7 separate regions of the Mus musculus genome follow, and all the other regions are linked to region 1. Evidence: chromatin contacts called from public Hi-C, HiChIP or PLAC-seq and promoter capture Hi-C data. All regions are on one chromosome and are shown on one strand. The core of a region is the stretch at or near the end of the contact, and the rest is flanking DNA. Distances in the headings are between cores, read along the strand shown. Region 1 holds the start of Mul1 (mitochondrial ubiquitin ligase activator of NFKB 1). Region 2 holds the start of Rap1gapos (RAP1 GTPase activating protein, opposite strand). Region 3 overlaps Tmco4 (transmembrane and coiled-coil domains 4). Region 4 overlaps Nbl1 (NBL1, DAN family BMP antagonist). Region 5 holds the start of Emc1 (ER membrane protein complex subunit 1). Region 6 holds the start of Micos10 (mitochondrial contact site and cristae organizing system subunit 10). Region 7 holds the start of Rnf186 (ring finger protein 186).

Region 1 (2,775 bases), core at 107-2,606:
TAGGACACTGCAAGGAGAACCCAGGCTTTGCAGGCAGATGTGCTGGCTAAGACTTGCGGCGACTCTGATGTCTGAGAGGAGTTGGACGAGTTCTCCAAAGGTCACCTGGGTTGAAGCCCATTATCATTTTTAGTTAAAGGTCTGAGTGTATTTATATTCTCCCCACCACTTGTTTTTTTGAGACAAGGCTTCTCTGTGTAGTCCCAACTGTACTAGAACTCGTTCTGTAGACCAGGCTGGCCTTGAACTCAGAGGTCTGCCTTCCTCTGCTTCCTGAGTGCTGGACTGTGTGTATTTCTTAACCGAAGCCTCAGTTTCCTCTCCTGAAACTCTACTGTGGCAGTGGTTGAATGCATCAAATGCTGGTCTGGAGTGACTGGGACGGAGCTAAGTGGAAGAACACTTGAAACCCTGGGTTTGGTCCCTAGATAGTGGAGTGAAACACAGGCCAGGCCTAAGAAATACGAACTACAGTACAAGGCATATAATAGTCACTCAATAAAAATATTTGCTGTTATTATTAAATAAGCAGTATGCTGTTTTGGGGGTGGCGTGGCAGTAGATTAAGAGCTATTTTCGCGATTCAACTGGTGTAGAATCAATTCAACTGGTGTAGTGGTTGAGGGCTTTGAAGCTGGACTAATTTTTCTCCAGCTCTCCTTTGCAGTATGGCTCCGACCATGTTCTCCATCCCCTCTGGCCCCAGTTTCTTTTTTCTTCTTCTTTCTTCTCTTCTTCTTCTTCCTCTTCCTCCTTCTTCTTCTTTTTTGGTTTTTCGAGACAGGGTTTCTCTGTATTGTCCTGGAACTTACTTTGTAGACCAGGCTGGCCTCGAACTCAGAAATCCGCCTGCCTCTGCCTCCCAAGTGCTGGGATTAAAGGTGTGCGTCACCACGCCGGGCTAGTTTCTTCATCTTTAAAAGCCAGGTTTCAAGGTTCTCCGATAGCTTAAAGCCTAACACTTCTTGGTGCTGAACACGCGTTTTACTCAGCTCCCCATCTGACGGCGGCGACATCAAATAATCCAGCAAGGGCTGGAGAAACAGACCAGTGAGTAAAGGTGCTTTGCCACCATGGCTAAGAACTTGAGTTCCATCCCAAGGACCCATAAAGTAGGAGAAACCGGGACGCTCAGATCGAGTCCTGCCCTCTATAGGTGCACCAAGGCACGCTCTCATAGGATAAATTAGATGTCATTTAACAATAACGGAGCAAGAACGTCTAGAAACCCGGAGGGAGAGCTCCCACGTGACCACAGCCAGCCCCACCGGTTTCCCAGGAGGCCGCAGTAACGTCGCAACCACCTAGGCAACGTCTTTGCTCCACCCCCGTCCTCCACTTCCGGTTTTTACGTCATCGACGGGCGACGGGTTCCGGGAAGGGCTGCGCGGCTGCGTAGGGGTCGCAGGTGATTTCGAGGCGGCTGGTGCGGCTTGGGGTCGCCATGGAGAGCGGTTCGCGACCGTCGCTCGGCCAGGTCATCCTGCTGGGCACCAGTTCGATGGTCACCGCCGTACTGTACTCCATATACCGGCAGAAGGCCCAGGTCGCGCAGGAACTCAAGGTCAGTGCGGGGGGTGGGGTGGGCAGCCCGGTCTCACTGGCAGCTCGCGCCGGGGCGCACCGGGGAGCCACAGGGCCCCAGACGACGCGCAGCCAGAGGGGATCCCGGGCACCTGCTGCAGCGAGGCTGCCCCCCCCCAGTGACCCTCAGTGTCACTGGACGTTATTGCAGTGCTGTAAAACTGTTTCTCGAAAACCTGCTGGGCACCAGGTAGTGAGAAAAACAGGCCATTGTCCTGGTGCACAGTGCATTCTAGGTCAACCACACGCCTACACGTAATTGGATCGTGTGATAGGGCGAGAATCGGGTTGGAGTAGGGCAGAGAAAAGCGGAAAGATAGGGAAACGGAGAGTTCCGTTCCTTTTGCTATAGTAAAATATCTGACAGAAAGCAGCTTAGGAGAGGGAGAAGGGTTATTTCGTTTGTAGTTTCAGGTTACCATTCATCATCGCGGGGAAGTCCAGGCCAGGAACTTGAGTCAGCTGCAAATCACGTCTGAGTCGAGAGAAACAACTATTAAACAGTCCAGAGCCCAGACCTAGAGAATGGTGTCAGTCACAACACAACAGCGAGTTTCCCCCCTTCAGTTAGAGCTATCAGGACAGTGTCTAAACAGCTATGCCTACACAGGCTGACTCAATATAGACAGTTCCTTGTTGAGACACTCTTTCCAAGTGATTCTAGATTATGGCCATTGACAGGGGGGCGTCGCCATTTTAAACAAGGTGATACTTGGGTCGGAGATGGAGGATGTGAAGATATGTAAGGCAGGGGTGATTCCAACGTGAAGAACAGCAAACTTAGAGGCTCATTTGGAGAACAGAGAACTTAAAGGCTCATCTATTTAACCGCTCCGCTCCAGGTTTCTACAGTCATTTCTTTGTATATTATAGTTACTTTAAAACTACATTCTCATTTGAGGGTTGCACTTAACAGCTCAGACGGCACATTTCCGTCTCTGTTTTATTTTTGTCTCCAGTCCCAGGTGATCTTTTGGCCTCTATTGGGTACCAGGCATGTATGTGATACACAGACATGCATGCAGGCAAAACCACCCATATAATAAAAAGTAATAAGGTAAAGATGTGAAAGGCCCTTGCTTTTGTGTTAGGACCCAGAGATAAAGCTGGGGTGGAGCGGAGCCCCCAGGGGTCTTCGCCCTCACTGGCTTGTCGCTGTTAATTTAGCTTTTGTAGTTGGCTTGTTGAGGA
Region 2 (2,937 bases), core at 26-2,525, 730 kb before region 1:
GAACAGCTGGGTTTGAGAGTGAGGCTTCCCCCTGGCCATGGGACTGTTGTTTGTCCTGCCTGGGTTTTGGCCCTTCCATCTGGAGGGAAGGCTAATGTTGCAGATCCTCGGAGCCTGAGGCTCAGAGAGCCCAAGGTGGGCCCTTCAGTTACCAAGGAAGCCGCTATCCTTCAGCCTCCTGGCCTCCACCCAGTTGGCTCCCACTTTCCAATCATGCTAACGCAGCGCAGACAGTGAGCTTCAGACCGCCACAGCCCCACAGTGCACCCCTCCTCCAGACTAGGACCCATTCTGTGAACTGAAACCAGCTCCCAGAGTGACTCATTTGGATTTCCAGCAGGCTATTGGTGAGCTGAGGGAACCTGCCTGGGATACTCTCCAGTTTTCCTCAATACCCTATTCTGTTACATATTTACAATGATACTGGAACCAGTTTGAGGGGCATGTAACCTCCCTGTACCTAAGGGCAAGTCCCACCTCTAACATAGAGTAGACAGCTGCTGCTGCTACTGTTGCTCCTCCCCTCCTCTGCCTCCTCCTCCTCCTCCTTCTCTTTCTTCTTCTTCTTTAGTTTTTCAAGACAGGGTTTCCTTGTGTAATGCTGGCTGTCCTGGAACACACTCTGTAGACCAGGCTGGCCTTGGACTCACAAAGATCTACCTGCCTCTGTCTCCTGAGTTCTGGGACTAAAGGTGTGTGTCACCATTGCATGGCTGAGAGTGTCTTCTCTATTGACCTTGCCAGCTCGTCACTGGGCAGCGCCTTTGGAAGTGCTTTGGAAATAATCAGTATTACTGTGTCCCCAGAGCTGTGCAGGGGTTGTATTTTCTTTTCTTTGGGGAGCCACATTTAAATAGACACCGAGCTACCCTCTGCAGTACTCAGGGACTGTAAAATCTGCATACATGTGCATACTTGGCCTACCTATACCTAACCTGGGAGCCAGACCACATTCAGACAGACAGACAGACACAAGTACATATATCTATAGTGTATTCAGACTTGCTCATGAACACATAAAGGAGATAGAAAGTAAATACCCCCCCAGGCGTCCCTACCCACCCCTTCCTACCCACGGGTACTTCTATGCTACAGCAATGCAGTATGTCACGTAGAGCCACGACTAGCCTTGGAGACACACATGTACACAGATAAGGACCTAGACACATACGCAGGCGGCATCCACTCTACCTGGCCTACATATCGCCGGTGATTTGAGCAGCTTTGGCCTCCCCCAGGGCCACGGTAGGAAAAGATGCTCTTCTGGCTGCATTGTGTTGGGTACCCGGAAGTGTGCAGGCCTGGAAGTGGTTGCATAAATCAATATTTGCTGTTGTTAATTATTAAAGCCAAAGCTACTCGGTGTCTGGAATGCACATCTCTGGTGTTCCCGCTGGCTCTCTAGGTCTAAACCTGACCCTGGGCCAGGTCTGGGAGGGCAGGGAAAGTGCTGCCTGCCTTCCTTTCAGGAGCTCCCTGGCCCTGGGGACAGAGGGTAGTAGACAGCACTTCTGGGAAGCTGTAGGAGATCTGCCCCCCGCCCCTAGCTGGAGGACAGTCCTGCCCCTAGAGCATCCAGACTTCTCCAGCATCTGTCTTGGGGTCTGTCCCTGCTGCAGACTGGCTGCACCAGCCTAAGACACAAGGACTTCAGGGTCAAGTTGGGGGTGGGGGGTGTCGTTTCAGAAGCCTTGTAATTTACAGATGGTAAACTGAGCCAATGGAGGTGCCAGAGACTCTGCAGCTTCAGACTCTTCCAGGGATCCCGGGGTTTTCTAGCAAAAAAAGCTATTGCACCTCTTGGAATATGATTTTCTAGTGAAGACATTTGTACCTCCTTGGTTATGGCGATCTGGTGAGACACGCAAAGGGTCCAGCAAAGAAAGTGCTTAAGCACCATCTCCAGTACTCCTGCATTCCCTGGGCACAGCTGTCCCAAGAACCTTGTCCTTGAAGCCCAGAGGCAGGGTCTCCAGTCTGGGAAGACACAGCTGCTCACAGAAGTGCCTGAGGCTTCCCGCGCGCAGGCGCAGTGTCCTGGGCCCCTTGCCCGGCCGCCCCGCGAGTGGGCGTGGTGGCCTTCCGCCCCGCCCCTCCTCCGCGCCTCCCGCACCTGGCGCCCCGCCCCCTCGGGCCCGGCAGCAGGGTGAGCCCAGAGAAGGCAGAGCGGCGGCGGGCGGGACAGGAGCGCAGAGCTCGGGCTACGGGGCCCCGGGCCGGGCCGGCTTACAGCGCCGCCGGGGCTGGGGCTCGGGATGGCGCAGCCGCGGCCCCCAGCGCCCCATGGCCGTCCGCGGAGGGGCTCGTTGCCGGCGGGGGCCGGCTGGCAGGTGAGGACCCTGGCAGGGGCGGCCTGGCCGACTGGGGACCCAGGGCCATCAGTCAGCCTTACTACCCAGAGTCTGGCAGTCTGTGCCTGAACCCCGTCACGGTGGGTGTGTATGTTTTTGGACTGACACCCGAACTACACGGAGCACCCTAGTGTTTTCCAAAGCTGCCCCTGGGTCAGACGTAGGGACACTGTGGCCATGGGCTGCAGTGACACTGGGTGTGTGTTTAACTGTTGTTGGGACTGCCTGCTGCCTTTTCCACACAGATGGAGCGATATCATAGGGTGACTCTGGTGGCTCTTCCCCAGGTGGGATGCCCGGCTTCTGGCCACACCACTCCCAGCCTTCCTTTGCCATGTGTCAGGGCGTCTGCTGTTGCCTGTGGGGCTGTAACTGTGGGTGTTACTTGATGCTCTGTGTGCACACTCTGGGTGACAGTGCCATGTGTCAGTGTTTATGTGGTTGTGATTCTGGTGCAGCCATGTGTGGTGTTTCGTTGTGGCTGGCTGTTTGGTCACCTTAAGTAGGACCTCCTCTTTTCCTCAGCCCTTTGCTGGGTCTCTTTAGGTCAGAGACTATCTGGCTGACCCTGAAAGGATGGTGGCAC
Region 3 (2,856 bases), core at 351-2,850, 570 kb after region 1:
ATACATTTGCATTTTTCACAAGTTGGAGCCTTTTATGGGTGGCTCTCCAGAACAGCCCATTAAGCTCTGGGTACAGGCTTCTAGAATCCTCTAGCCTGCAGCTCAGACTCTTCCACGGGCCTACAATCCACCCTGACGCCACACTGGCAGGGACAGCTGTGGCCCTCCTTGCCACCACATGTTTCTTGCACTGATCGCCTTTCTCATCGCTGTGACCAAGGACACTGTCCTGGCGGACAGACACTGCAGGAAGGTGCTTTTCCGGGGCAGAGGCCCATCCACTGCAGTAAGTAAGAGTGATGTGGGAAACTCAGCTGCATAATTGATGGTAATAGAGGACTGGTTTCCCCTGATTTTGTTTGTCTGTTTATTTTAACTTAAAAATAGACTATCAGGGCTGGAGAGATGGCTCAGAGGTTAAGGGCACTGGCTGCTCTTCCAGAGGTCCTGGGTTCAATTCTTAGCACCCATATTTATAACTGCAGTCTCAGGTAATCCGATACTCTATACCACACGTGGTACACAGACACTCATGCAGGCAAAACACCTACCCACATTATCGCATTAAAAAATAAAGTCTTTAAGAATCTACCAGCTTAAGAAAGAAAGGGTTTATTTTTTAATAATAATAATAATAATAATAATAATAATAATAATAAAAGAAATCAAAAGGAAGGAGCCTGACTGCTCCAAGCATGGTGGAGGAGGTTCATTGTAGGTCTGAGGGAGAGCAGAGTCAGAGGCAGGGACATCTGAGAGAGTCCAGAGTGAACACAACCCTGAGCTGGGCCACATGAGAAGGTGGGGGAGGGGAGGGGAGAGCCAGGAGAGTACAGAGCAGACAAAAGGTCCAGATAGCCAAAATGGCTGAATTATACAGGGAAGGGAGGCTGGGGGAAGGGCAGCCCACCCTGGGCTGGAAAAGTTTAGGGTAGAAGATGGGCAGTGCCAGCCATGCCCATAAGAGGTAAGGGCTGAGAGATGCAGGGAGAACCTGGCAGCCAGGTCTGCTTTGAGATGCTAAATAGGCACCTTGGCCATTTGTCCTGGGTTTGAGATGTAACAATTGTGGCTCATAGTTTCTGGGTGAGATCTATCCTAGAGGGGACAGCATGGGGACAGAAAGCTTTTCTGGTTGTAGTGGGAGGAGCATGAGGCAAGGTCACGTGACACTGGCGGTCAGGAAGCAAGGAAAGGTGGGTGTTCACTCAAGCACTAGCTGGCTCACTCTCTCCTCTCTCCCTTTATTCAGGCTTGCTCCCCAGTCCTTGAGATGTGACTGCTCACATTTAGGGTTGGTCTTCCTTTTCCACCCCTGGGAAGCTTCCAGTAGGTCAAGCTTAGGACCAGGCAGGCACTTAGCGAAGTCCTGTTGAATGAGTTCAGGAGAGACCTGCTGATTTTGTAATGGAGGAAGGCATCTCAGAGATAAGGCTAACCATGCCATCTGCCAAAGTTACTCTGTGAGTGGCAGGGCCCCATTCTGCCCGCGTTAGTTTCCTGGGGCTCCTGTTAGCCACCTGACTTCGCTGTGTCCTCTGTGAAACCCAGAGTCTGAAATGCAGCCAGCAGGATGGTGCTCCCTCTGGAGGCTCTGGCGGGATCCTTCCTGCATCTCCATTCCAGAGCTTTGCTGGAAATTTGGAGTCTTGGCCCCAGCAGGCTCACAAGGTCATCAATAACGGTCTTTGATCCCGGAAGACTACTGTAGGCTCTGGTCCAGAGGATACTTTTAGTCCTTTATTTATATTTTCAGTTGTGGGAGGAGCATGCTACAGGGCATGTATATATTGTGTGCACATGTGAAGGTCGGCTGACAACCTCAGGTGTCGGTCTTCACCTTTCATCTTGTTTGGGACAGGGAGCCTTTGTTATTTCCTGTGTCACTCACCAGGCTAGCCAGCCCACCAGCTTGCAGAGATTCTCCTGTCTCCCCGTCCCGTTTCTCCTTAGTGTCCAACTTTACTTGAGTTCAGGGGATCCGAACTTAGGCTGTCATGCTTGCACAGCAAACATTTTACCCAGTGAGTGAACTTTCCAGCTCGGTGTCCTCTTAAACTGTGTTGTGTGTGCTATGCCAGAAAGCCGGAGACCAGGTAACTCGCAGAGAACAAAGATCAACTTCTTCAAGTTCTGAAAGGCCGGGTCCAATATCAAGGGACCTGCACCTGGCAAGAGCCTTCATGTCAAAGTGTCCGGAGGCAGAAAATGTAAGAGTGAGGGAGGGCAGGAAAGAGAGAAAGAAAGCAGAATGGGGCTGGGACCCACTCTGGCTGTGTCAGCCTTCATCTCTCCAGACTTAATCTACTCTTAAAGGTCCCACCACTTAACGAACAGGCATTAGGACTAAGTTTCCAACTTGCTTTTGATGTGCATATTTAACCCAGAGCTGATAGTATAATCCCAGTGACTAGAAAGACATTGTGTGTTGAGCACGCACTCTGTACCAAGCTTGGACCTAGGGGCTCATGTGGCCACCTGACTCCCCTGCCCCCAGTAAAGCACTTCAGACACATGCCTCAGTTTGCAGACCTGAGTCTCAGGAGGTCTCAGGTCAATTTGGATGATCTCATGTCACCAGGAGAGACCAAAGTCAAGAAAGGGAAGGGAGCCTTCTAGGAGAAGGACAGTGAAAAGTTGGCTCACAACCAACACCAGGTCTCCAGCCTCTTAGGCCACCGCTTTCTCCCGTTGCCTCTCCACTGGGTAGACGGGCCTGACTTGGCCTTGCTCCTCCATCTGCCTCAGTTTCCTTTCTCACCAGAAAGCCATGTGACTACTCCTCATTTCATCAGCAAACTTCAAACCACCATGAGCACATGGGGGCACCAACATACACCACCACACTATGGGCAA
Region 4 (3,005 bases), core at 156-2,655, 650 kb after region 1:
AGGTGGCGGGGCAGCCAGCAACATGACAGGGAGGACGGCCCCCACCAGGACCCAAAGCATTGTGCCCGTCACCTCCGGAGCCCTGGAACTAAACACAGGTGGCAGGTGAGGTGCAGTATAGCCTCGGAGGTTAGGTGCTCAGGAGCAGAGGTGCCTTCCAAACATGGACTCTGATCCCAAGAGTCAAAGTCAGATCTGCACATGTAGCCCAGGCTGACCTTCAATTAAGTCTGTACCCAAGGATGATTTTGCACTCCTAATTCTCCTGATCCCACCTACCCTATGGCCAGCTCCAAATACACCTCAGACCTCTCTAAACGTCAGAAGCAGCTATATGTAGCATCGCACCTGCCAGCGCTGGGGAGACTGAACGGTCCTCAGTAGGATAGTTACTAATGTCAGACTGGGAATGCCCCTCAGTGGTACAGTGTCTGCCTAGCTTGCACGACGGCTCTGGATCGAATCCCTCAAATTATAAACCCGAAGTAATCCTTTGATTACAGCCTTAGAGACGGCTGGCTATTGTCCATGCCTCCTAAAAAGACATCGATACTCAACTCTATACCACTCAGATATGTTTCTTCTTATGATTCTCCACCAGGGTGTAGCACACATCATTATCCCCAGACTATTTACAGAGTTCTCTGCTTCAGGAGTAAAACACTAAATTTCCCAGTCAGCCACTAGATGGCGCTGCAGGACAGAAGTCTGTGTTTAAAGGAAACACTCAGAGGGGGACTTCTGCCACCTTCCCCAACTTTATCTTCTGTAGGCTTCACCCAATCCCCTACCCCACCCCACACACACCTCAGAAATAGTGGACGGGGGAGTTCAGAGAGACCTATACCAAGGAAAGTGCTTCCAAAGGCTCCATCCCCCTGACCCCTCTGAGACAGGACACTGAAGAAAGGGATGGATCTGTCTGTCTAGTGCTTTGTGACCCTCCATCTTCAAGTCTCAGTTCCTCTCTACCTGTCCTCCACCTGTAAAATAAATGGCACTTTCACACCTGATAGTGTCTCAGAATTCCCTGGGGACTTACAGTGTGAAAGCTGCCAGCTGCGATAAGATTCACGCTTTCCCAGGGTGGTTCGGATAGACTCAGCCAGGGACTATACCCAGCTCAGTTGGGAACTGTGTCTTAGTTCAGTCCCCAGAGGGGCCTGGATGCGCTTGCCTGTGGGGCAGAGGAGCAGGGATGTATTCCTCTAGTCCTCTGTAAGCCAGGTACCAGGAGTGGGGAAGCAGGTATTTTGAAAAGTATCTATGGAGGGGACAGTGAGAATCCAGGGGCACTGAGGGAGTGGAACCCCAATAAGTTTCTGCTGTGATCTGCACAATCCAAACTCACCAACAAGATCTACAGCAAACCTATATTCTTAGAGCAAGCACACCCTAAAGGAACTGACTGGACTCCTTAACTGCAACTCAACAGCATCAGCCTCCTGCTCCCGATAGAGCCCCTGCATCCCCCTCCTCCCACTCCCAGGAACTAACCTGAGCCAATGTATGACCTTGGCCTTCTAAAGCGGTCCAGAACCCATAGAAAAAGACCAGAACTCCAGGGCCCTCCCTGTGCGGGGCTAGCCTCTCTAGGCATCAGAAAGTCCCTGCTGTGTCACCTGACTCTGTGACACTTTCTTGCTCATGACAGGCAGGAAGTGAGTAAGACCCAGGTAGGAAGGGAAGCAAAAGTCTCAGTAGGAGTTAGGTTTGAGGTTTGAGCTGAGTCTCAACAGCAGTCAAGATGGATTTGGGAGTCTGACTTGGACCCAGAACTCGGAGAGGGTGAGGCTTAAGGCTGCCACAACATGGGGACTGGCTAAAGTGAAGATCAGCCTGGAGGTTGACCACAAAGCTACCTGGAGACAGGATAAGGGGACATTTGCAGTGTCCCTGGCCCAGAGAGCAGTCTCTGTTGTTAGAGCTGGCAGAAGTTAAGGAGAAACGAGTCTTCCTTTTCAGATGGCCCATGGGGAACTAGGATTAGCCATACCCTTCAGAAGAGTGGTATGCCCCAACCCACCACACCCTGACCAGGGCCTGGCAGCAGAACACTGGGATCACCCTTGACCTCCCCAGGACAGCAGCCAGAACACCAGTAGACCAGCCCGCTGTCCCTGGAGTTCTCAGTGTTCAGATTCTGCAGCCTAAGAGCTGTGTGGCTGTAAGAAAGACTTCATCTCTCACAGCCTACTTCCCTGTGTAAAGGAGAAACACTGCTCCTTCCCAGAGCTGGCATGTTCCTAGGACAGTACCCAGCATCCAGCACCCATTATACAATACCCAACATTCAACACCCAGCAGCCAGCATCTAACACCCAGCACCCAGCATTCAACATCCAATACCCAGGACCCAGCATCTAGCACCCAGTATCCAATACCCAACATCCAACTCCCAGCATTCAGCACCTAGTATCCAACACTCAGCATCCAGCACCCAGTATCCAACACTCAGCATCCAGCACCCAGTATCCAACATCCAGCACTCAGCACCCAGCACCCATTCAGTAACCAGCATCCAGCACCCACCACCACCCTCACTTTCCAGGACCATGAGTAAAGCTGGGCAATGTGGGAAGGAAGGCAAAATTTGCCATTAGGAAAGCCCCTCCTCTACCGCTCACACCCTACCCAGAGACCATGGTGCCCTCCACCTGCCTACCACCGCATCTTCTGTTCATTTCACTTGTTTATGTTCTCAACCAGCAACTCAGTGGCTCGTGTCTGTCTACACAGTGGTTAGACTCTCCCTTCCTGGGCCCTCAGAGCCTCACCCAGCTTCTCATAGCTTCCACCCTGAAGGTCACACAGAGTGCCAGAGAGCCAGGGCAGGACCGGAGTCAGTCAGTCATCTGTCCAATCAACACCCAGGCTCTGCAGAGCTTGTCCCAAGACACTTCCAGCACCAGAGAAGAGCCATGTCCTCTTGTGGGCCGTTTCATTCCCTGTAGCTGACACTCCCTTTCTGGGTACCTTCGAGGAAGGTGAGAGAGAATCTCAAG
Region 5 (2,947 bases), core at 209-2,708, 920 kb after region 1:
TGCTTACATCTGTCCAGGGCTCCTTCCAGACCCTAACGACTCTATAAGAACTTACTAAAACATCAGCTATAATGCCCTGGGTGTCCCCAGGAGCCGATATGGCCCATTCATCTACCCTGCCTGCCACTCACAGTCCCTCTTTACAAGGCACACAGTCACACCCAGCCAGTCATTCCCGGACTCTCCACCGCTAGGATTCTGGTGCGACTTAGCATGCTGCAGGTGGTTGCTGGCCTTGCTGCCTTCATATTCTCTGTGCTATCAAGGGACCCTTTCAAAGCAAAGCCACACCAAAGGCTGGGTCTTTTCCTCTAAGCCCACTTTGTTCACTATGGCCACACTGGCTGTCCCACAATATGTTAATCACACCACAGACCCCTTTCATTTTGTGTTCCCTCTATTCCAAACGACCTTCTCTAACCGCTGAGAGTTTTCCTGACAACATTATGCAAAACACTATCACTCCCACCTGCTCCATACTCCACTTGGACTACCTGACACATTATACTGACTTGACAGGGGTATAGGAGACAGACAGACAGACACACACCCCTAACTAAGGTGGTGAGTCTGATGAAGCCGGACCCTTTTTGTTCAACTGTCTTGTCTTCTAACACCCACAAAAGCGCCAGCCCGCTAGCTTGATGTAGTGGCTCAGTATGGAATCCTAGTATTTGGGGCCAAGGCAGACAGTTGGAAGAGTTCAAGGCCCCAGCAATAAATAGACAAACAAAACATGCAGTAGTCGAAACTGTAAAACCCCTATTTTCTTGAGATAATGAGACCGTCCTAAGCAAATCTGAGCTACATCGTCAAGATCCTCTCTCAAACACACACGGTCGCTCGCACATGCCAGGGGATGTAGACCAGTGCTATGTGGGTAGTGTTTGCCTAACAAGAGCGTACTTGGTTTAGTGATGCTGCCTGTAATTCCAGCAATCGGGAGGTAGAAGCAGCAAGGTTAGTTGTGTAAGACTATCCTGGTTGGCAAGTTCGAGGAGAGCCTGGGCTATGCGACTGCTGTCGGCCCGGACCAGTTTCCAGCTCTCTCGCTATCTCGGCCGGCCGAGCCTCTCGGAGAGGCCCCGGCGTCTCACCCGCGTCCCCCTCGCCCCCTTGACGCAGGCCCCCCGAACCTACCTTTCTTGTCTCGCTTGGATTTGGGCATCGCGGCAAAGGCACGTGCGGCGGAAGACTGGGCGGCCGGTTAGGACCCGGCTGCCGCGGGGGCTTATGGGACGGCGCTCGGGGCTGCCCCTCGCGTGTGCCTGAACTGTGGCGAGCCCTCTCTTCCCCGCCTGCGCTCCGCCCAGTGTCCTGAAGGCCACTTCTCTGCCCAGGTCCCGGGTCCCTCCAGTCCCGGCGGCTTCCGAGTCCCGAGCACTCCACCAAGTCCCTCGCGAACCGGTTCCTCTCTATGGCTCTGCGGAGGGAGGGGCTTGAGGCCCGGTGCATGCCGGGCTGGCGGCAGGCGGTGCTTGGGCTTCAATCATGGCGGTCGCGGTGGCGTCTGGGTTCTGGATCTGGGCTGCTGTGCTGCTCGTCCCTGCGGCCGCGGTCTACGAAGACCAAGTGGGCAAGTTTGACTGGTGCGTACAGGTGACGCTTCTCCAGGACGTCGGTGTTTGCTTCCTCAGCATCTGTCTCCCTCCTGCTAATCTGAAGGAGATTTGCTATGGAGCCGAACCCAGACTATAACTTAACGGGGGTGCGGGAGGGTGCTTTCAGGGAGAAGTGAATGAATGAATGAATGCTGCACCCTGTGCAGAATGACAATGTGAGAGTCTCCTCTTCAGATATGAAGAGTCGTAAGATGTCAACCCAAGAGCTTTATGTTAAGCATGGAGGGAGCTCTTTAAGCCGCCCTGTGTGTGACGGTGCAGATTGCTCCGCAGTGAAGGCAGGCTTTAAGGGTTTTGGTCAGAGGTCACTAGTTCCCTCCTTTCCTGTCATGTCCGATTTTGTGGCTGTCAGGTTTGTGATCTTCTGGGTCCCAGGTCACTAGCCCCAGTGAACTTTAAGCCTGAAACTAGCTGGTGTCACTTAGTCCACTTGTCTCACAAGTTCTAAAGTGAGCCTTTTCCTCTGAGGGACTCTCTGGGTGCAGTGTGGCCTCTCCCTCTCCAAACTGACATTCGTTCGCTCACCCCTTCCTTCTGACTGTGCTTATTTCAGATTGAATAAGCATTTGGCTACTTATCAGTTGTATGCTTCTGGGGAAATTGACAGACAACTAACACACACACACACACACACACATACATATGTATTTTTTTTAAAGGTGTTCATTTTGGGTCCTGGTCCCAACAATCATTAGCCTATCTGGACTTTGGTGGCTCACAGCCATCTGTAATGGGATCTGATGCCCTTTTCTGGTGTGTCTGAAGACAGTGACAGTGTACTCACATACATAAAATAAATAAATAAATCTTAAAACAAAACCAAACCCCAAAGCCGGGCGTGGTGGCGCACGCCTTTAATCCCAGCACTCGGGAGGCAGAGGCAGGTGGATTTCTGAGTTCGAGGCCAGCTTGGTCTACAAAGTGAGTGCCAGGACAGCCAGGGCTACACACAGAGAAACCCTGTCTCGAAAAACCAAAAAAAAAAAATCAAACCCCAGAAGCTCCTTTAAAACAAACTAGGCTAAATAACACAGTGGTCTAAATGAGAGATGTCATCTAAATGCCAGGCTCAATCAGTGTGCCTCAGACAGCAGCATTTCCCCATTGCAACAGTGTGCAAGCCGTGCCCCTGGAAGTCTGTTGCCGCTAAAAATTAATTAGGCCGAGGACTCTGGGGTGTTGCCTGAGTAGGTAGGTGTTACATTTAGCTGGCAGACTGGTATTGTCTCCCATGTATATGGTGGCAGTTCTCTCCTGCCTTCTTTTGCTTCTGAGTACGTTGCACAGAACTCTTGCGTATGCTCGGAGCTCTTCATTAGCACGCA
Region 6 (2,893 bases), core at 11-2,510, 700 kb after region 1:
GTCCTGTGTAGTGGTGCACACCTTTAAATCCAGCAGAGAGTGTCTGAGTTCAGGGCTAACTTGGCTGACATAGTTTTCCTGGCCAGCCAGGTCTCCATAGTGAGGCACTGTCTCAATAAATAGGGCAAAGAGCTACTGAGGGAGGGAAGCCACTCATCATCGATCTCTGGCCTACACACCAATAGCTGCAGACAATCAACAAGAGAAAGATGGAGTGGACGAGGATCAGCAGAGAGCCTGAGAACCCCAAGGAAGAAATCCTGGGGGGGGAGGGATTCTCAACTATGCCACATTATCAGCAACGCGATTTCAGGCAAGCTCCTTCACCGAGCTCCAACTCACGACGAGACAGGTCATTTCCGAGCTACCGTGGCGAGCAGCGCGCCTAACATCTGCATCACCATCACTATTATATGGGACACCCCCGCCCCCCGAGCCTCCTTCCCCGACCCCGTGACCTCACAAAGTGTGTCGTCACAGGACGCGTGTCCAAAGAGACAACCTGGACTACCGAGGGGGCCGGCGGTGGCCGCGATCTATCTGACTGCGGCCATTCTTCCGGAGAATAACCCCCGGCTCCAACTGCAGACCCGAGGCGGGTTCGGATCAATGAGGCCGGGCACGACCGCAATTGCCAGCGCGGCCCGACGGAGGCGGTTAAGCGCCTTCTTCTATGACCTTCTTCCGAAGGCCGCTTGCTCCCGGCTGGGGAGCCGTCTGCGCTCCGGCCGGCTGCTCGCCTAACCCGGGGGACATGGGGCATGGAGTGACAGAGTTTCCCGGCGCGTCCCGCACGCCTTCCCACTCCCGGAGCACCGCTGCTTCCCCGGGCCTGCACCTCCAGCCACCTCGGAAACTCCCGCGCCCTTCGGCCCGTTGTCCTCGCCGCCCTCGTCGCCCTCGTCGCCCTCGCCGCCCCGCTTGACAGTCGTCACCTGTCAGCGCCCCGCAGCTCAGCGCGCCCCGCCGTCCAGACAGCAGCAGGCCGCGGCTTGACCCCTGCGGCTTCCCGTCCGCGCGCGGGCCGCTCGGCTCCAGCCCAGGGCCTACCAGAGGCAGATGAGCTCACCTAGCTTCACGACCGTGTCGGCCATGCACCGGTCCCACTTTCTGCCCAGCTCGGACTCCGACATGTTCCTCACTGGCAACTCCAGCACTCTTCACGGCCGGCCCCCGCGCTCCTACTGATGGCAAGTCTCGCGAGAGCCGGCCGCCACCATAAGCTTCCGGCCGGAGCCGGCGCGCCAAATATCGCGGGATCACATACGTCGTCCCTGGCTTCCGGCTTTTCTTCGCTCGGTCGTCAAGGTGACAGGTTGCCTGGGAGCCGGAGGTGACCCTGACCTTGGAGATAGCGGAAGGGAAGCGAAGACTGACTACATCCAGAGTACAGAAGGCCTTGTCTTTCCTGGGTTTTTCATATTTGTACATAATTATTTTGGCCATTGCCCTCCTCCCGTTCTACTGTTGCCCTCTTTCATCCTCCATTTTATACCTACTGAACCCCATCTTCCTCATGTGTGTATGTGTATATATGTGTGTATGTATATGTATACATGTATATATATAAAATATACGTATATTATATATCTATATTATATATAATAAAACATATAACAAATAAAATAATGTGTGTGTGTGTGTGTGTGTATATATATATATATATATATGTTATATACTTTGTTTTTGTTTTTGTTTTTTTTTTTTTTTGAGGCAGGGTCTCTCTGTGTAGCCCTGGCTGTCCTGGAACTCACTCTGTAGACCAGACTGGCCTTGAACTCAGAAAACCCCTGCTTCTGCCTCCCAAGTGCTGGGATTAGAGGCATGTGCCACCACTGCCCGGCATGTTATATGAGGGTTTGGTTTTGTTTTCTGTTTCTCTGATTGTCTCTGTTTTGTTTTGTTTTGTTTTTCAGAGACAGGGATTCTCTGTGTAGCCCTGGCTGTCCTGGACCTGGCTCTGTAGAGCAGGCTGGCCTTGAATTAAGAGATCTACCTGTCTCTGCCTTGTAGGGCTGAGATCAAAGATGTGCACCACTCCATCCACAGTTTAATTAGGGTTGTCTGCATGGCCACAGTCGGGGAGTATTTATTTGAGCATGAACGACTTCCATTCAAATGGATTTAAAAACAACCCCCCACCCTGCTGCATTTTATACAGAGTGTGTGGGTGCCTGCGCATGCCCTATAATGGCACATGTGGGAGTCAGAGGACAGCTAGTGGGAGTGGGTGCCCCTCCACCCTGTGGGTGCCAGGGACTGAACGCAGATCACCAGACTTAGAGGCAGTGCTATTACTTGCCGAGTGACCTAAACAGCCCTAAAGCGCAACCAGTGTTACTTTATAGATACTTCTTTTCTTCCACCCACTCAACCCCCTAACACTAGATAGGCGATAAGAAAGGATAGGGCAACAGGTGACGTTATCATTAGACTGTTTCCTGCTGATGAGGGGCATTGAGTTCCTTGGAGCAAGCTTGATCTTCTCCAGCAGAATAGCTAGTTTCTTATTGTTTCTTCCCACTTTACTACTTAACCAGCAGCAACCCACCAACAACCTGCCCCTTGAGGCCCTAGCATTTATAGACCCTTTGGAAAGTCCCCAGGATCCAAACGTCACACAGTCGCAGAAACCATCTGCAGCTGGCAGAATCACACCCCTGGTAGAGCTCGAGGCCACGTCAGCGCTGTGGACAGTCTGAAGCAGCCCTACATCCCACACCTGGGATTAAGACAAAAGCCAAGTCTTATTTCTGTGTTTTTCAAAGAAACCAAACTTCTCACTACTCAAATACCTCTCTCTCTCTCTATCTCGTTTTAAACTGCATTTGTCCCTGCTTCCTGGACGTCTGTCTCTCTGGCTACTCATACCTGCAAGACACCACCCTCCCTG
Region 7 (3,017 bases), core at 416-2,915, 530 kb after region 1:
GGGGGGAACAAAGCAAGAACAGGCAGCCTCTGCCTGCTGGAGGCTCCACACACATAGACTGAACCTGTGGCAGGCACAGCCCCTCGGGGTAGAGGGAAGGGTTTAACCCAAGAAGCTTGACACCAGTAGCCACTGACAAGCCATCTCTGGATTCACTGTGGTGCTAGTTGTTGTTCTTGTTTTTTGTTGTTGTTGTTGTTTGTTGTGAGGGAAGGGACATCTATCCCAGCTTGCTCTCTCTCTCTCTCTCTCTATATATATATATATATTATAAGGGAAATAAGGGAACACCATTATCACAGACCCCATTACAGATGGTTGTGAGCTACCATGTGGTTGCTGGGAATTGAACTCAGAACCTCTGGAAGAGCAGTCAGTCCTCTTAACTGCTGAGCCATCTCTCTAGCCCCCATCCCAGCTCTCTCATTCCAGGCATGGTGAGGGGGACAGAATTTCATGACTGCCACACTTCGTCCCCTCTACCATGCCACATGGAGTCCTACCAGCTTAAGCCAGCCACCCAGAGGCCAATAGAATCTTCATGGATTGACATGGCTGAGTTCCACGAGACTGGGAACCAGACCTTGGACATGGCAAGATCCTGCCCCTGTGGTAGGCCCCTTGGCAGGCAGCCAACAAGCCAACACCCTGCCCCTGTGCCCAGACCTTTCTTACAGAGCTGGCATTCTAGGAGACCACAGGTGAGGACCCAGGCCGGGAGAGCTGGCTCTTAGAAGACCCAAATAACAGCAGTTTATGCTTATGCCTGGGTGCCTAGAGCCAGGGGTCTGTTCCCGCGGTGCACTGACAGGAGAGATAAATACCTGGGAACCGGAAGCTGCTAATGCAGCTGTGAGGATGACAAGAAACTGAATGGGCCAATGTGTGCTTGTTAGTTTCGGTTTTCTGTTCAGACTTTCCTGTCCCCAACACTTCGCCCAATCTCTCTTTCTCTTTTTTCCTAATGCCACCCATTTGCCCATGTTTTCAAGGCACAAACACTCTCTTCTGCATTGAGTCTGAAATCTAGAAGGTCTGGAGGCCTTTCTCAGAGGGATGCTTCCCAGTCACCCTCATCAGGACCACAGAGATGTTGGAGAGCTTTACAGTTGTTTACACCCCATCCGGGCCTGACACATCTACCCCTCTGTGCCTCGGAGCCTGGTACTCTGCATTTTTAAAGGCTGATGAGATGTCTCAGCAAGTATGCCAGCAATTGTGACACCCTAAGTTCTACCCCGCAGAACCCCCCTCGTTACACAAGAGAACTGACTCTTTCAAGTCCCTTGACCGCCACATGTGGACCATGAAGACATGTGTCACATGCCTACACCGGCACACACAGAGAATAAATGTAATTTCTAAAGGGTTGTGGGGTTTCTGCTCATTTCCCTACACCAGGGCTTTGATTGGCCAGGGGTGGAGGTGGAGGTGGGGATGGGGTGTCACTGGTGCGCTCCAGAGCGTAGTAGTAGAGACAGCGTCCCTGTCGGTTGTCATGTAGACACTCACCAGGCATGGCCCCAACAGGAAAGTCCTGATTCATGAGACTCCACCCACTTTGGCCCTTCTATCAGGTAATTCAAAGTCTCCAGGTCTCCAAGTTACTGATTAACCCTGGGTTTCGAGTAAAGAAATAATAATAACTGAAGGACCAACATAAGCGGAGAAACAAGCAGGGCAACCAAGGGAGCAAGATGCCAGACATCGGTTGTCAGCAGGTACCCGCAGAGAGCAGAAGGGAGACTGGAAGCGTCCCCACAGGACCGGAACCCATGCAAGTCCTGGCAGCTCCGGTGGATGTCGCATGCGGATGCCCGTGCGCGGATCAGCCTTGTCCCTCCACCTCTGTACCCAGAATGTCCTGCACTGAGGCCCCACAGCCTATCCCAGCGGGTACCACCACCACCAGCACCATCATTGCCTTGGGGCCCACCGGGCGGCTCAGCATCTCTGTGGAGGGTGACCTGGAATGCTTGGTGTGCCGAGAGCCCTACAACTGTGCTCGGTCCCCCAAGCTGCTTAGCTGTCAGCACACCTTCTGTGCCGTATGCCTGAAGCTTCTGCTATATGTGCAGGAAGACACCTGGTCCATCCCCTGTCCGCTGTGCCGAAAGGTCACTGCTGTCCCGGGAGGCCTCATCTGCAGCTTGCGAGACCAGGAGGCGATGGTGGGGCGTCTGGCCCTGCCATGCCCAGAGGTGCGCCTATGTCCTCAGAGGCTAGTGGGTTCTGCCGCTTCAGCAACTCGGCCAGCCAACTGGACAGGAGAAGAAGAACAGGACACTGTAAGTGTCAACCGTGTAGCTGCCCGGCGCCTGGCTGTACACTTGCTCTTGTTGGCTCTTGTCATTGTCCTTATCCTGCCTTTCATCTACCCGGGTGTCATCCGGTGGGTGTTGGCCTTTGTCATTGCTCTGGCTCTCCTGATGTCCACCCTATTCTGCTGTCACCCCCAGAGCCAGAACAGCAACTGGCTTTGCCCCAGGACTCTGTTCTGCAGAGAGCAAAAGCAAACCCAGATCACTTCTATTGCCTGAGAACTCTGGATCCCTACAGGCCCAGTGCTGCCAAGGTTCCCTCCTCCCCCAGACCTCACAGTCTGCATGGGTAAGGGGCTAGGGGCCGCCTTTCAAAATCACATTCGAACTGGACTTGCGTGTCAAAGCCAGACTGGCCATGTTGGATCAAGGATTCTGTGCTGGAACAGTGGGATCGCACCTGCCTGTTCCTGTGTAGCATAGGAAGGAAAGGGGGAAAGAGAGGAGACACCCCCTGAATGAGTGACTCAAGGGTGGTGGGGTCCCTACCCCTATTCCAGAGCTCCTAAGTTTTGTATATATCCCTTTGTACACATATTGGGACATTGGCCTTACTACAAAGCAAATAGAACCAGGTCTCTTTTGTAATCCATGTAGCTGGCTTCATTTTTTTTAAATTTGGGCTTTGATGTTTTGTGTCCTGGGAAGTTTGTGACCATCTCTAGCCATTGCCCACTTTCCCTCCTGGGGTGCCAG

Evidence for each region. Promoter capture Hi-C pulls out the DNA fragments that hold promoters and counts their contacts. A called contact is a pair of places that touch in the nucleus more often than the background predicts. HiChIP or PLAC-seq counts read pairs in DNA pulled down with a chosen protein or histone mark.
Region 2: a contact with region 1 is called in a FOXA1 HiChIP or PLAC-seq map of pancreatic cancer cells. The contact joins the promoter of Rap1gapos here to the promoter of Mul1 in region 1. A contact is called at or near these places in 3 of 39 promoter capture datasets (hippocampal neurons, liver and pre-B cells) and 1 of 115 datasets of contacts at active chromatin or transcription factors (pancreatic cancer cells).
Region 3: an H3K4me3 HiChIP or PLAC-seq map of embryonic stem cells shows a contact between it and region 1, with 4 times the contacts expected there. The contact joins the enhancer-like site here to the promoter of Mul1 in region 1. A contact is called at or near these places in 3 of 39 promoter capture datasets (hippocampal neurons and liver), 1 of 484 Hi-C or Micro-C datasets (embryonic stem cells), 3 of 115 datasets of contacts at active chromatin or transcription factors (bone marrow-derived macrophages and embryonic stem cells) and 1 of 9 other capture datasets (embryonic stem cells).
Region 4: a contact with region 1 is called in an H3K4me3 HiChIP or PLAC-seq map of bone marrow-derived macrophages, with 4 times the contacts expected there. The contact joins the enhancer-like site here to the promoter of Mul1 in region 1. A contact is called at or near these places in 2 of 39 promoter capture datasets (hippocampal neurons and liver), 10 of 484 Hi-C or Micro-C datasets (B cells, the G1E-ER4 cell line, cerebral cortex and 3 more), 3 of 115 datasets of contacts at active chromatin or transcription factors (bone marrow-derived macrophages and embryonic stem cells) and 1 of 9 other capture datasets (embryonic stem cells).
Region 5: a contact with region 1 is called in an H3K4me3 HiChIP or PLAC-seq map of embryonic forebrain, with 2.3 times the contacts expected there. The contact joins the promoter of Emc1 here to the promoter of Mul1 in region 1. A contact is called at or near these places in 1 of 115 datasets of contacts at active chromatin or transcription factors (embryonic forebrain) and 1 of 9 other capture datasets (adipose tissue).
Region 6: a Hi-C map of CD8 T cells shows a contact between it and region 1, with 5 times the contacts expected there. The contact joins the promoter of Micos10 here to the promoter of Mul1 in region 1. A contact is called at or near these places in 2 of 39 promoter capture datasets (hippocampal neurons and liver), 2 of 484 Hi-C or Micro-C datasets (CD4 T cells and CD8 T cells) and 1 of 115 datasets of contacts at active chromatin or transcription factors (pancreatic cancer cells).
Region 7: a contact with region 1 is called in a promoter capture Hi-C map of hippocampal neurons, with 6 times the contacts expected there. The contact joins the promoter of Rnf186 here to the promoter of Mul1 in region 1. A contact is called at or near these places in 3 of 39 promoter capture datasets (hippocampal neurons, liver and pre-B cells), 1 of 484 Hi-C or Micro-C datasets (CD4 T cells), 6 of 115 datasets of contacts at active chromatin or transcription factors (T-cell acute lymphoblastic leukemia, bone marrow-derived macrophages, embryonic stem cells and 3 more) and 1 of 9 other capture datasets (embryonic stem cells).

Annotation. Positions count from the first base shown.
Region 1 is chr4:138,433,316-138,436,090 of GRCm38.p6, forward strand. It overlaps Mul1 (mitochondrial ubiquitin ligase activator of NFKB 1), which reads left to right and starts at 1,357. Exons shown (of 4, transcript NM_026689.3): 1 at 1,357-1,564. The coding sequence starts at 1,445.
Region 2 is chr4:137,705,331-137,708,267 of GRCm38.p6, forward strand. Rap1gapos (RAP1 GTPase activating protein, opposite strand) reads right to left here and starts at 1,276. Exons shown (of 2, transcript NR_138594.1): 1 at 1,192-1,276. It overlaps Rap1gap (Rap1 GTPase-activating protein), which reads left to right and starts at 2,137. Exons shown (of 24, transcript NM_001379234.1): 1 at 2,137-2,330. The coding sequence starts at 2,256.
Region 3 is chr4:139,000,066-139,002,921 of GRCm38.p6, forward strand. The region is part of intron 7 of Tmco4 (transmembrane and coiled-coil domains 4); the gene reads left to right. Among named protein-coding and RNA genes, the nearest start is that of Gm33214, 18 kb to the right of the region's middle. Within about 2 kb of position 1,601, at least 12 of the 459 cell types and tissues checked have an H3K27ac peak or open chromatin away from gene starts, as enhancers often do. A contact at or near this core is called in embryonic stem cells and liver, where this site is marked.
Region 4 is chr4:139,085,561-139,088,565 of GRCm38.p6, forward strand. Nbl1 (NBL1, DAN family BMP antagonist) reads right to left here. Exons shown (of 4, transcript NM_008675.2): 2 at 1-88. The coding sequence starts at 60. Among named protein-coding and RNA genes, the nearest start is that of Nbl1, 5.9 kb to the right of the region's middle. Within about 2 kb of position 1,406, at least 61 of the 459 cell types and tissues checked have an H3K27ac peak or open chromatin away from gene starts, as enhancers often do. A contact at or near this core is called in bone marrow-derived macrophages, where this site is marked.
Region 5 is chr4:139,351,129-139,354,075 of GRCm38.p6, forward strand. It overlaps Emc1 (ER membrane protein complex subunit 1), which reads left to right and starts at 1,459. Exons shown (of 24, transcript NM_146157.4): 1 at 1,459-1,589. The coding sequence starts at 1,492. Mrto4 (mRNA turnover 4, ribosome maturation factor) reads right to left here and starts at 1,448. Exons shown (of 8, transcript NM_001290810.1): 1 at 1,141-1,448. The coding sequence starts at 1,168.
Region 6 is chr4:139,129,853-139,132,745 of GRCm38.p6, forward strand. Micos10 (mitochondrial contact site and cristae organizing system subunit 10) reads right to left here and starts at 1,261. Exons shown (of 4, transcript NM_001163006.2): 1 at 1,070-1,261. The coding sequence starts at 1,133.
Region 7 is chr4:138,965,454-138,968,470 of GRCm38.p6, forward strand. Rnf186 (ring finger protein 186) reads left to right here and starts at 1,666. Exons shown (of 1, transcript NM_025786.4): 1 at 1,666-2,912. The coding sequence starts at 1,860. The coding sequence ends at 2,540.